Linked DNA regions of Triticum aestivum: all the other regions are linked to region 3. Evidence: chromatin contacts called from public Hi-C data. All regions are on one chromosome and are shown on one strand. The core of a region is the stretch at or near the end of the contact, and the rest is flanking DNA. Distances in the headings are between cores, read along the strand shown. Region 1 holds the start of LOC123182650 (VQ motif-containing protein 4). Region 2 holds the start of LOC123182651 (homeobox protein HOX1A). Region 3 holds the start of LOC100270668 (alpha,alpha-trehalose-phosphate synthase [UDP-forming] 1).

Evidence for each region. Hi-C and Micro-C count contacts between places; a contact is called where the count stands out from the background.
Region 1: a contact with region 3 is called in a Hi-C map of leaf, with 5 times the contacts expected there. The contact joins the promoter of LOC123182650 here to the promoter of LOC100270668 in region 3. A contact is called at or near these places in 2 of 5 Hi-C or Micro-C datasets (both in leaf).
Region 2: a contact with region 3 is called in a Hi-C map of leaf, with 3 times the contacts expected there. The contact joins the promoter of LOC123182651 here to the promoter of LOC100270668 in region 3. A contact is called at or near these places in 3 of 5 Hi-C or Micro-C datasets (all in leaf).

What each region holds. Positions count from the first base shown.
Region 1 is chr1D:432,873,945-432,878,169 of IWGSC CS RefSeq v2.1, forward strand. LOC123182650 (VQ motif-containing protein 4) reads right to left here and starts at 2,292. Exons shown (of 1, transcript XM_044595293.1): 1 at 1,220-2,292. The coding sequence starts at 2,188. The coding sequence ends at 1,460.
Region 2 is chr1D:432,965,158-432,969,492 of IWGSC CS RefSeq v2.1, forward strand. LOC123182651 (homeobox protein HOX1A) reads right to left here and starts at 2,229. Exons shown (of 12, transcript XM_044595295.1): 1 at 2,094-2,229; 2 at 492-1,120. The coding sequence starts at 991.
Region 3 is chr1D:433,373,112-433,377,521 of IWGSC CS RefSeq v2.1, forward strand. It overlaps LOC100270668 (alpha,alpha-trehalose-phosphate synthase [UDP-forming] 1), which reads right to left and starts at 2,016. Exons shown (of 19, transcript XM_044595297.1): 1 at 1,889-2,016; 2 at 1,717-1,784; 3 at 423-967; 4 at 228-325; 5 at 1-91. The coding sequence starts at 1,900.

The sequences.
Region 1 (4,225 bases), core at 1,042-3,541, 500 kb before region 3:
TAAGGCGCTGATTAGTCGTATCTCACATGGGGCCCGCCCGGTCCGGTCCGGGGACGATGATGGATGGACGGAGCCGCACGGAGATCGCGGGATTAATCAGCGCGCGCCCAAGTCAAACCGGAGCAGGTGGCAGTGCACGGCCGGGATTAAACTCGGCACTGCTCACGGTTCATTACTGCCATGAGATCTTCGTCACAAAGAATTGTGTACTCTCTTCTTCCTCGCGTCGGTTCTACTACTCCGGACAGTAGGTAGCTGCCGGCCGGCGGGTCCAAAGCGGTCAACAAGGCGGGCCCACCACCTTGCCATTTGGTCATGGTGGTCGTAGTTAGTAGTGGGACGCTCTCTCTGTCCTGTCCTGTCCCTAACTTTGCTTTCTCCATTGCTACACTTCTACTGCTACTTTGCTTGCTTTTCGTTGTTTTCTCCTCGTAAAGTCGGGGGAGGGGGCATGTGCCCATACGTACTGACCTGTTGTGCACGCACCACCGAGGCCAAGAGCGGAGCTGCTTTGGGGAAAAGCAAAGGTGCACCGATGATGGATGGGTTGGACTGCCGGCCGGCCGGCCATCCGCCGCCGGCGCACCACCACCCGCTGTCCCGAACGGTCAACTGGACAGTCTGACTCGAACCATCCTTCCTTGTGCTGCTGGCTGGATGCATGACAACGACGTCTCCTTTGACCCGAACCAGATGCCAGATCACTAGCAGCAGCAGGGAACGCTTCAAGGCACATAAATGTAAAAGAAGAATTCAAAGTTGCAATAATTCTACGACTAGAAGTCACGGCTCGATGTGACATGACGGCTTGTTCCTGTGTTCCTTCGATCGACACTGCAATCTCTCTGAATCTACAGGAACAAGTACAGGGGGGGCACTGCCCCCCCTCTGATTCTACGCCATTGAAGAAGATACTCTGACTCTTTCGGCCTTGTCAGGGAATTTAATCACAGACACTGAGGAGAATTCTGGAAGAATTCCTTTGTTCCATCTTGTGTCAGGATGGATGCTTAGATAGATTTGGGAAGAATTCTGAATGCTGCAACCATTATTAGGACTGTAGATGGTTCGTATCTTAGCGGAAATTAAGCTTTGGTAGCGCAACTTAAAAGACGAGAGATCCCGGGCCAGTGATGTGCATGCCGTTTCCATGAATGGGAAGAAAGAAAGGAATGGGAAATATTTTCCGGAAATTAACTGCATGATGAAACGGACAGAGTTAATTCTGAGAGTAAATTAGGCACAATTAGCACCGATCCACCAAGAACAGAACAGAAGAGGGCAGGGGAGGAGCTCAAAGAGTGTGATCCTTTCCGTTCCGTTCCTTCGCGAGCCGTCGCTCAACCAAGCGAGCAAAAATTACAACATACTAGCACCGAGGACGAGCTACTCCGGACAATTGATTAATAGTACGCCGCCGTCGCATGCTCTACGCGGCGGAGCGGATCGGCTCACTCGCTCACTCCGACGACGGTGCTGCGGCGGCCGAGGCGGAGGCCATCCGGGGCGAGGTGACGGGGAACAGCGGCAGCAGGCGCGGCGGGGGCTCGCCGGCGCCGCCCCGGGGCGACGGGTGCAGGAAGAAGCCCTTCCGCGCGATGGCCGCGCGCTCCGCGGCCGCCTCCTGCTCCGCCGGGGACGCCGACGCGGACCGGTTGAAGGGGTCGGACACCAGCGGCGTGACGGGGCTGAGCGCCAGCGACGGGAAGTCGAGCACGCTGGGCGACAGCAGCTCCGGCAGCGCCTTCCTCGGCGACGCCCCCGCGGCGGCCGCCATGGCGAGCGGCGCGATCATCTTGAGGTTCTTCATGCTGCTCCGGCGCTCGTAGAGCTTGAAAGCCGGCTTCTTGGGCCGGCACGGGGCGCCGGCCTTGCTGTTGGCGGCCGCGGGGGGCCTCTGGGCCTGGGCCTGCGGCTGCAAGGACGGCGCCGGCGGCGGCATGTCGGCGCCGGTGAGCATCTGGACGACCTGCTTGAAGGAGGCGGTGTCGGCCTGGACGAAGGTGGTGGGGAAGGGGGTGGTGTCGATGGTGCGCGGCACGGGCCTCGGGGACGGCGGCAGCGGGCTGGGGCGGTGGTGGGAGGGCGACGCGGCGGAGGACGGCGAGGAGGAGGAGGTGGAGGAGGACGGGGAGTTGGGGTCCCGCGGCGCCATGGGGAGGAGTTGCTTGGGCGCGGCAACTTCCATTGTTGGTTGGTTGGTTTCGTCGGGGATGGATGAAGGAGGGAGGAAGGGGGGAAGGGGCTGGGTTCAGGGACGGCAGAGGGAGTGGGAATAAGAAGGGGAGGGAGCGAGGGAGTTGTGATGCATATAGTGTTATTTATTTATTCTCCCTTTGACCGTGAGGTGATGCACATAGTTGGTGTGTGGGGCTTGACATGTCCGTTCCGCGCTCCCATATTTTCTTGCCGGTTTTCAGTTCACCAATTCTCTTTTCCTAAAAAGTCTTTTCATTTTCTTGGGTAGCCTTTTTCTTTCTACTTTGTCATGGTATTGTTGTGCTTGTGCCATGGAAAACTATTTTAGTTTTCGAAAATATACCTACCATAAGAGGTGAAATTGTGAGGGTACCATTGACGCTACGCTCAACATTTGAATCCCGGTTTTTTAGAGCACTCTAGTACCATAAGGTGGAATTGTGAGAGATGTGGAAAAAAGAGAGGTGGTGTTGTAAGGATAGGACTGCACTTTGATCTCGACTTCAAATCAGTGTGAACCTCCAAAATTGTATCTGGCTTCCATCAATTGTAAACATGTTTTTTGGGATGTACTCAAGTTCGAACGCATGGTCAGGCGAAGGCGGAGGGAGGGGGGGGTAGATTGCAGCTATTGTCAAGTTACCGGATCAACGGAAAAATGGGAAACGTCGGGGCATGGTGGATGAGAAGGAGGGGGCGGGGTAAATTGCAGTTATGGTCAAGTTATCATATTGGCTAAACCAGGGGAAACGTGAGAGGTATCGCGAAGGAGAAGGCGGAGGTCCGGGCTACATTACATTTATAGTCAAGTTATCGGATCGACAAAAAAACATCACGGGTGTGGTGAAGGCGGAGGTCGAGGGGGCATGGTAGGTTGCAGTTATGATCAATTTATCAAATCAGTCGAAAAAGGGGAAACATCAGAGGCGTGTTGAAAGAGAATGCAGAGGGGTAGGGTAGATTGCAATCATGGTGAAGTTATCAGATGGACCAAAAAAGGGGAAACACCAGATGTGTGGTGAAGGAGAAGGCCGAGGGGCGGACTGCAGTTATGATCAAGTTATCAGATCAACCAAAAAAGGGGGAAACATCCCAGGTGTGACGAAGGAGAAAGCGGAGGGGCATGGTAGATTGCGATCATGTGAAGTTATCAGATGGACCAAAAAAGGGGGACACCAGATGTGTGGTGGAGGAGAAGGTCGAGGGGCGGGTTAGAGTGCAGTTATGATCAAGTTATCAGATCAACCAAAAAAGGGGGAAACATACGAGGCGTGATGAAGGAGAAAGCGGAGGGGCAGGGTAGATGGCGATCATGGTGAAGTTATTAGATGAGCCAAAAAGGGGAAACACCAAACGTGTGGCGAAGGAGAAGGCTGAGAGGTTGGGTAGATTGTAGTTATGATCAAGTTATAGATCAGGCAAAAAAGGGGAGACGTCGGAGGTGTGATGAAGGAGAAAGCGGAACGACGAGGTAGATTGCAATCATGGTGAATTTAACGGATGACCAAAAAAGTGGAAACACCAGACGTGTAGTGAAGGAGAAGGCCGAGGGGCGGGGTAGACTGCAGTTATGATCAAGTTACTAGATTAGCCAAAAAAGGGAAATGTCAGAGGCCTGATGAAAGAGAAGGAGGATGGTAGGGTAGATTGCTATCATGGTGAAGTTATCACATGGACCAAAACAGTGGAAACACCAGACACATTGTGACGGAGAAGGCCCAGGGGTGGGGTAGATTGAAATTATGGTTAATTTATCATGTCGATCAAAAAAGAAAGGTCGAAAGCGAGATGTAGGCGGGGGGAGGAGCGAGTAGGTTGCTGTTGCGATCAAGATATCAAATCGGCCAAAAACGGCAAACATGGAAGGCATGATGAAGGATTGTGACGCCCCCATTCATAATTGTGCACTAATCATACACACATCTGTTGGGAAACGTAGCATGCAATTCCAAAATTTTCCTACGCTCATGCAAGATCTATCTAGGAGATGCATAGCAACGAGAGGGGGAGAATGTGTCTATGTACC
Region 2 (4,335 bases), core at 979-3,478, 410 kb before region 3:
AGGTGTATTAGTTGCTTCACTAAGACCAAGGAGGAGCTTAGAGGGGTATTATGGATTTCACCCCTGCCTACAATGTGTATTAGTTCATCAATTTCCGGCAGCTGTTTAATTGGCCATCCAATCAAACGACCGGAGGAGTAAAGCAATAGTATGCATGCATGGTGTCCGGAGTCATAATTGTTTGCTGTAGCTAGCTATCCAGAATAAGCAAGTAACATGCATGCACACATGGATGTGAAACGACGAGTTGAAGGAGGGGCGGTGTGGATGGCGCAATAACTGCAGTACGATGGGATAACAACCGAGTTGGGCTAAGATCAGCGCAAACAGATAAATGCACCTTACAATCGGGAAATTTTGCTAACTAAAACACCTTATAGAACGAACAGAAGGGGTAATAACAAATGAAACTTTAGCTACGAATGCAAAGGTGAATTCAGGAGAAGACGCCAGCAAATCAAATCAAATACATGAATAGAGAGGTGGCGAACCTTTGATTTTTCCAGCCTTCACTGGCATATGCTTCAAGAAAACTTTGGTGATAGTTCATCCGATTCAAAATGTATCTAATTCGCTTACGAATTTTCGATAACTCATCGTCCGGACCACCCTTTGTGGGTCTATCCCTCTTTATTCTTTTAGCAGCTGGTTTTACTAGAGTGTCCACAGAGTCGCTAGGTGGCTTCTTTGCGGCTCTTTCTGTTGGAGTTTGCACAGCGTCACTAGGTGACTTATCTGCAACTGATCTAGAACGAAGAACCCTGACAGTACTCTCAGATGACTTCAAAGGATAAGTTCTACTTGACAATACTCGGGAGCCTTTCCTTCCCCTGTTAGCTGCCCTTTTGAAATTTTTCCTTTCCCCCGACAGGGATGTGTACGGAAAAGGAAAACTTTGATGCTTAAGGGCCTCAGGGTTCAGGCTAGAGTTTGCATAACTCCGAGTCTCAATAGTGTCCTCAGCACAGCCAGAAGTATTGCTTTTGTCCATCTGATGGCGGCCAGAAATTATTTATATTCTAGTAAAAGAAAGAAGACGGCTTCGGAAAATTGTCTTCTTGCAGAGCGCAGTTGCAACAGAATATGGATCTGTATGTAGTTGCACCAAATGAACCAGCACCTGCAGCAAGTACACAAAGTATAATCAACATTTGTGGTTGTAAGAACTGATCACATATAACTTATCAAGCATTGATAGCTAACTTTGCATCTTCAAAAATTTTAAAGCCAGTACATTCATTCCATTACCAATACAAGATGTGCTTCATACTAAGTCATCTTCAGAATGGTACGCGCCTACGAGCGATTCACGCACATCTAAATAGCACATTGTTGCAATGAATGTGCGTTAAAAATCAGATCTACTGCTGCCAAGACAGGTGACTTGTTCTGAATGACAATAATTTATACCAGCACCCACCTGGCCAGCAATATCAGCAATGTACTACTCCCTCCGTCCCATAATATAAGAGTCTTTTTGACACTAGTGTAGTGTCAAAAACGCTATATTATGGGACGGAGGGAGTACCATTTTCAATCCTACAGCTTTCTGTAATTTGCTACAGACAGTGACCAACTTCCGCAGTTGGCACTATCCATGAAACCGTCTCAGAACTTGAACAGCACATCTCACACAATCTATAGTTGAAATCAGCCGAACTTGTTTGCTTACCCAAGGGCTAAGGGGGCCAATGGCAAGCAATTATGATTTCCAGTTGGGCAATCAGCCGAATCAACCAAATACAGAGCCCCGACTACCTGATCTAGCATGAGAAAACCATCAAAACCCTAGAAACCACGCCCCCTCTTCTAAACCGAACTCCCGAACCAATCCATCAACCACCGCTACGCGGAATCACTAAGCCCGCACAGCCACGACTGAAACCCAAAACTACCGAACACCAGCGCACGAATCGCCCCCAGACCCACCGCCCTCGCGGAGACTAGGGCGCCGCGAACCACCGCTGCGCGAAATCTACCTTGAATGTTTGGATTTGGCCGCGGCGGGAGCTAAGAGACGGGGTCGAGGGAGTCGGGCGGGGGTGGCGGAGCGGGGCGGGGCGGGGAGGAAGGGAGGCGGACCGGGTACTCACCGCGCTGGCGTCCGCCGCCGCCCGGAGAGGCGGCGATGGTCTGTCGCGGAGCACGACGGGGCGCTTCCTCGCGCGGACGGAGTGACGTGAGCGATTGGGGGCGAGCGGAAACTGAAAATAAAAGGCACGAGGTGCGCGGCGCTGCTCCCAAACTGCCCCGCGGTAGGGTTTTTTTTTAGGCAAAACGGCCCCGCGGTAGGTTTTTTTTTTTGAGGGAAAAAAAAAACGGCCCCGCGGTAGGTGGCGTATGGCCTCTCGGCTCGGCCCATTTGTCCGCATGAGAGGGGGAGCTGTTTGGGCCCACCGAGAGAATTGTGCAACGTTTTAGGAGGTGGATACTGGCTCATTTAGGCCCTGCCAACAGAGAGAGTTCTGACGAAGGGAGCCCTGGTGTTTCCTATTTGGCGCTTCTATATGGGCTCGGCCCATCTTGCTATTTTTTTCTGGTGCGGCGCTGCTCCCAAACTGCCCCGCGGTAGGGTTTTTTTTAGGCAAAACGGCCCCGCGGTAGGTTTTTTTTTAGGGAAAAAAAAAACAAACGGCCCGACCTCCTGCTCGAGGGGAGGCTACACTAACCACCAGCCAGATGCTTTCTCACGTGCTCAGTTTCACATTCTTCAACATTTTCTTCTATGTCTTTTTCTCTTTTCTTTTTTCATTTTTCTTTCTATTTTGGACCGATTTTGTTCAGCACTTTTTTTCTAAATTGAATGAACTTTTTTTCAAATTCCATGAACTTTTTTCAAATTTACGCTTTCTTGTTTTCAGATAATTTATATTGGGTGAATGTTAATGTTTTACTACACGAAAAGGTTAACTAGAAATGTTTTCTAGTGGTAGACAACAAAATTAGTTTGTTCTAGTGGTTAGTGCGGTGCGCTTGCAACATTGTGATCGCGAGTTCAAATCCCAGCGATCCCTATTATTTATGTCATTCGCTTGTAGCCAAACCTTGGAACACAGCCACTAGGCCGTACTTCCTTAGTTGCTGTTTTTTAGGACAAACAACCCTTATTATATACACAGCCTATTATGCGTATTATTTTATGATAAAATAAAAAATGAATGCACCATATAAAAACGTGAATTTTAGGAAAGTTCGTAAAATTGAAAAAGGTGCGGAAACTGAAGTAAATCTTGAATTTGAGAAAAAACACGAATATTAAAAAAAAATCACAAAATTTAGGAAAAAATACATGAAATATTGATTAAAAAATCACAAATTTGAAAAAAGTTCATCGATTTTGAAAAAAGTTCATCGATTTTGAAAAAAGTTCACAGATTTTGAAAAAAAATTCATCAATTTTGAAAAAAGTTCATCAAAATTGAAAAAAAATAGTTCACTGATTTTGAAAAGGTTCGCCAATTTTGAAAAGGTTTATCGATTTAGAAAAAGTTCATCAAATTTGAAAAAAATAGTTCACTAATTTTGAAAAAGTTCATCAATTTTGAAAAAAGTTCATCAACTTTGAAAAAAATAGTTCACTGATTTTGAAAAAAGTCCGTCGATTTTGAAAAGGTTCATCGATTTTGAAAAAAGTTCTCCAAAAATGAAAAAAATATCACCGATTTGGAAAAATGTTAATCAAAATTAAGAAAAAGTTCATCGAAATTGAAAAATAGTTCATCAAATTTGAAAATAAGTTCACAAATTTTTAAAAAGTTCATCCATTTTAACAAAAAAGTATGCAAACCAGGAAGAATAAAAAGGAGGAAAGATGAAAAGAATGGAAAGCTGAAATTTGTCACTTGAGGTCTGGTGGCGGGGTTGTTGGCGCATTGTAGCTCCTGGGAGGAGGTCGCCGGTTCGAGTCGCAATACATACTTCTTTTCGTTTTGAAAAACAGAAGCAATTAGATGGGCCGGCCCAGTTGCCAGCGCTGCAGGCGCCAGTTTGCAAAATGAGCTTTAACTGGCGCTGGAGGCGCCAAATAGGAAACGCCTCTGACGAAATTACTAATTAAGATTACTCCTTTCAAAGATCACTCCCATCTCCTCTGCGTCACTTGTCGCAACCTGAAAGTTTTTTTTTTTCGTACATCCGTTTATTCAAAATGTTTTCTCTCTTAAACCGTGCATCTATATCTCTAACCGTTTTCACCATTAGATTCCTGACGTCCAGATCTTCAAAACTAGATCCTATGTTGATAGGTTTTGACGAACTTTTTTTCACGAAAAAAATCAAACAAAAAACGGACGGAAAAAGCAAATTGGGAGCACTTTTTCCCCTTCCGAAAGAGGC
Region 3 (4,410 bases), core at 766-3,265:
GGTAGTGGAAGAGCGGCCACAGTATGTTGTTGCAGTAGCCGTTGTAGTACTGGTGCACGATCTCCTCGTCCAGGAACACTGGTATGCATCTCTGTTTTGTTTGATCAGCAGAAACAGATATGGTTTCAGTCACTAGAACGAACTAGAGCGGTAAAGAAACAGAAAGCACTGTTCTATTGGTTCAGTTGACATCAAATATGTCCTGGATTCTGTGGATTGCAACGAACCTTCTCGGCGAGTGCATTGGTGAGAGCCTGCTGGCCGACCTCGTCGGGGACGTTCACGCCGGCCCAGCCGATCCACTTCGCGTCGACATCCTTCACACCTGCGAAGTCAGAAAATTCAGTACATGCAGCTGCTGCTAGTGCAGGACTCTGATGCATGCATCGCTCCGGCACATGACATTGAGGAGAAGGGATTACCGAGGAGCGCGCTGACGAGGCCACCGGCGCTGATCTCCAGGGACCACTGATCCTCGCCGCGGCGATTGGCGGAGACGGGGAGGCGGTTGGCCACGACGAGGAGGCGCTGCTTCATGCCGCGGAGGCCGAGGCGGCGGAACCCGCTGCGGGGACCCGAGAGCGGCGGCCGCGGGGCGTGGCCCCCCGACCCGCCACCGCCACCGCCGGCGTCGTCCATGCTGGCGTGCGGGCCGCCCTCGGGGCGCGACTGGGCGCCGCAGTCGGCGAGGGAGGCCGCGGCGGGCTCCGCGACGTCCGTGTCCATGGCGTCGGGGGACGCGGCGGTGGGCAGGTGGTGGCGCCGGCCGCTGCCCCGGAGCACGCGCTCGATGGCGCTCGGCGAGGCGCCGCCGTCGTTGGAGAAGGGCGAGGAGTCGGGGGCGTTGGAGGACGGGGTCGGCATGGCTTCGTCGCCCAGCCTGCTTCTTCTTCTGCTGATGATGTTGCTGCCCGCGGCGTCAGTGCTCATGAACTTCCCAGACGACTCCCCCGCCGGATGATTCGTCCTGCAGCATTAGGCGGGCGCGCGCGGTGAGCGACGGCGGCGCGACAAGGCAGACAAACGAGACGGCCCATCACTCATGGGCGGCGGCCGGCGGCGAGCGACGAACGGCGAACGGCGCGCGCGTCCCGAGGAGGAGGCGCGGCTGGGCTTAATTGCGCTGCTTTCCTCTCGTGTTGCGTTGTGTGACTCGTGTGCGCAGCGGCTCGCTCGCCACGGACGGACCCTGCTAAAACGGCGCGGGGTGGGGCCCGCGCGTCAGTGAGGTAGCCGCCAGCCAGGAGCACGGGCCTAGTCAAGCGCGCCGGGCCGCAGAAAATCCTCTTTTATTACGCCCACCGTTCGTCACACACACACACACACACACACACACACACACACAATTCCTCCACCTTTTTTTTCAAAAAGTTTCAAGCGCAAATACCGTAATCACGTTCCGTTCTACTTTTCCCTAAAAAAAACTGTACTCTACTACTAATAACAGGAAAAATAAACTTAACAACAACAAAAAAACTCTCCGTAACGGAAATCGAATGCGATTACAACACCCGGAGAAGGCCGGACCGTGATCGCGTTCACGGCCCATACGGCCCCCGGCATCGGAACTACCAATCTAATCTACTAGTCCCCGGTGAGATCGGCGGGAACCACCCTGCCCGCCGGCCTTGATCCGTCCAAGCGAGGCGGCGCCGCCGCACGGGCGAACGAGAAGCGAGAAGAAAAGGGACGACGCGGTACAGATCAACAACTCACCCTATATCAAGGCCGCCTTCGCCGCCTCGCTCTGCTCTGCAATGGGACGAGACTCCGACTCCGGCCGGCTGGTTACAACAAGAGTGAGAGATGTGATGAACTCGTCCGAGGGATGGGAGGGGACTAGCAGAGGAGAATACACTAGGGAGGGAGAGGGGGAGGGGGGTGGTACCTCATGCAACATGCAAGAAGGGCCGCCACGCCTGGAACTCGCACCCTTGTTTGAGAGCACGAGCCGATATGTGCAGGTCGGGGTGGGGGCGATTGGCACCTTTTTATAGGATCGCTGGGCCTGGGATCCAGCTAGCAGCACCTCGAATCCACGAACCGTATTTATATAAAGAAAAAGGAACCGGCTGCGCGTATATTTGCGAAACTGTCCCTCCTGCCCGGCAGGGCTGCAGCCCTCGGGCCTAGAGGTGTTTAGTGTAAATCATCGTGTATTCCAGGCCCTGCTTTTAATTTGCTCTTGTAATGGAATGGAATGCTAGTAGTAGACTAGAAGAGAAAGGAAATACATGACAATGTACCTTTTTAAGGGAGACTATAAAAATGTTCTATATGAGCTAGAGAAATATGTGACTGCTATAAATGAAAACATACATACCAATTTAAAAATCATAGCTTATAGTTTGACGAAAAAATGAAAGTAAGAAATGTACTCAACCATAATTCTTGTTCGTTCATGAATATTCCTAGGAATCATTTTCTGTTTTTAAAATTCCATATTTTCCATATTTCTTAAGTTCTCTACACAATAGTTTGTCTTCATATTCTTGTTTTCATGTTTTGTAGTAACTTTTTTCCTTATTACTATGCTTTCACATGTGCAGAATCACCGTTGTGTCATCCATCAAAGTACTTCAACGTCGGGAAGAATGGTATCACCCCGTGTGAGCTCACAACTACGTGTGCATGAGGCCATGGAGAACGGACGGCGGGCCAACGACGTGGGGCTGGACATGGATGCACCGACCCTCATGGAGTTCATGGTATTATGGCAGCGCGTTGGAAACATACAAATACAAGTTGGGATTCCGAATGTCACCAAGTGGGCTTGGGAGCCGGGTGGCGCTTACACTGCTCGATTGGCGTACGCAACATTGTTCATGGGAAGACAGCTTGCCCCCACGGCTGATTCCACGTGGAAGTCCCCCCCCCCCCCCCGCAGTGTCGGTTCTTTGTTTGGCTCGCCATGAAGAATCGTTGTTGGACCTCCGATCGTTTGGCTAGACGTGGACTGCCGCATCAGGATACTTGCCCACTTTGCAACCAGGAGAATGAAACCATGAGTCATATCATGTTGTAATGCGTCTTCTCGAGAGCCTTCTGGTTACAGCTGTGCACAGCTCTGTACAAGCCGGACTGGACCCCCACACAGACAAGCGCCCTCCCTATTTGGATCTTGGGCAAGTGCATCCAAGGCATGCATGACAAGGATTTGCGAGCTTTGCTCACACTGGCCTTTTGGGAGTTGTGGAAGCACTGGAACATGATTGTTTTTTACGGTGAGTCGCCATCTTTGCAGCGGTTGCTAGGCAGGGTTCTTGTTGAGGGTAGAGCTTGGAGGATGGCGGGATTGTTGAGAACACCGGGCTTAGAGCTCCTCTTCTCGCGGATTCAAATGTGGGTGTCGAATGAGACGTAGATTTGTGTGTTAGCATGGAGTAGACGGGTGTGTTGTAACACCCTCGATGGAGGGCTCTTGTACCCTTTCTCTCTCTCTCAATATATATATGATATGCATGCTATGCGTATTCGACAAAAAAAGAAACATCGGGAGAAAGGGAACAAAGTTATCTAGTTTTAAGAGTTGGGGTTTATGTTATTCATATTCAAATTCCTGGACCAAAGTTGGACTCAAGGAATAGTTGAGGGGTGAAATGAATGAATTCCTAGCATGTTCAGAAAAAAGGCCATGACAACCCTGCTTCTATAAGAAGAATGGGGGATCCAGCTGGGACTAACTAGCCGGTACAATACAAAACCCAGCATCATGCATGTCGTTTGTTGATAGCAGAAACCACTCAAAAGATATGAACAAGCCCGACACGTGCACAAGCCAGCTAAAAGCATAAAGAACCCGGAATTAGCCAATGCCTTGACGCATGCCACAGATGAACTACAGCTCCCATCTGCTTACGCATGCATCTTCTCATTGGCTGAGATCATCGTGTATCTATACGATTTGCCTACAACAAAAGCATCCATCGCCCAAGTAAAGCAACAAAATTTATGAGACTTTTGAACTGGTGTAGAAGGTAGTTTCAACTCTGGCTTAGGGCTGCTACGTGTCGGCCGGCTTTTAAAAGATTCGTCGCCTTGCGAGCGATTGGATGACGAGTTTCGCAACCATATGATCTCCTCCTATAGCCACATTACTTTGCAACAATGAGCATGTTGTGCAAGCCCCTTTGCAACACAACCTTTGTTGCAATTCTTCGCAACAGGGGCGGTGGGGACGTTTTTGCAAAAAGCCTCTTTGCAACACAGATGTTGTCGCGAAGCCCGCGAATGACTTGCCAAGTCCTTTGCAATATGTATGTTGTTGAAAAATCCCCTTTGCAACATGATCCTTGTTGCAAAAAAAACATCTCCGCCGGTGCCTGATCGCCATTGCAACCCTTGTTGCAAAACTCTGTTGGGCACCCCCCCCCCCACACACACACACACCCTTGTCTCCCTCGCACAACC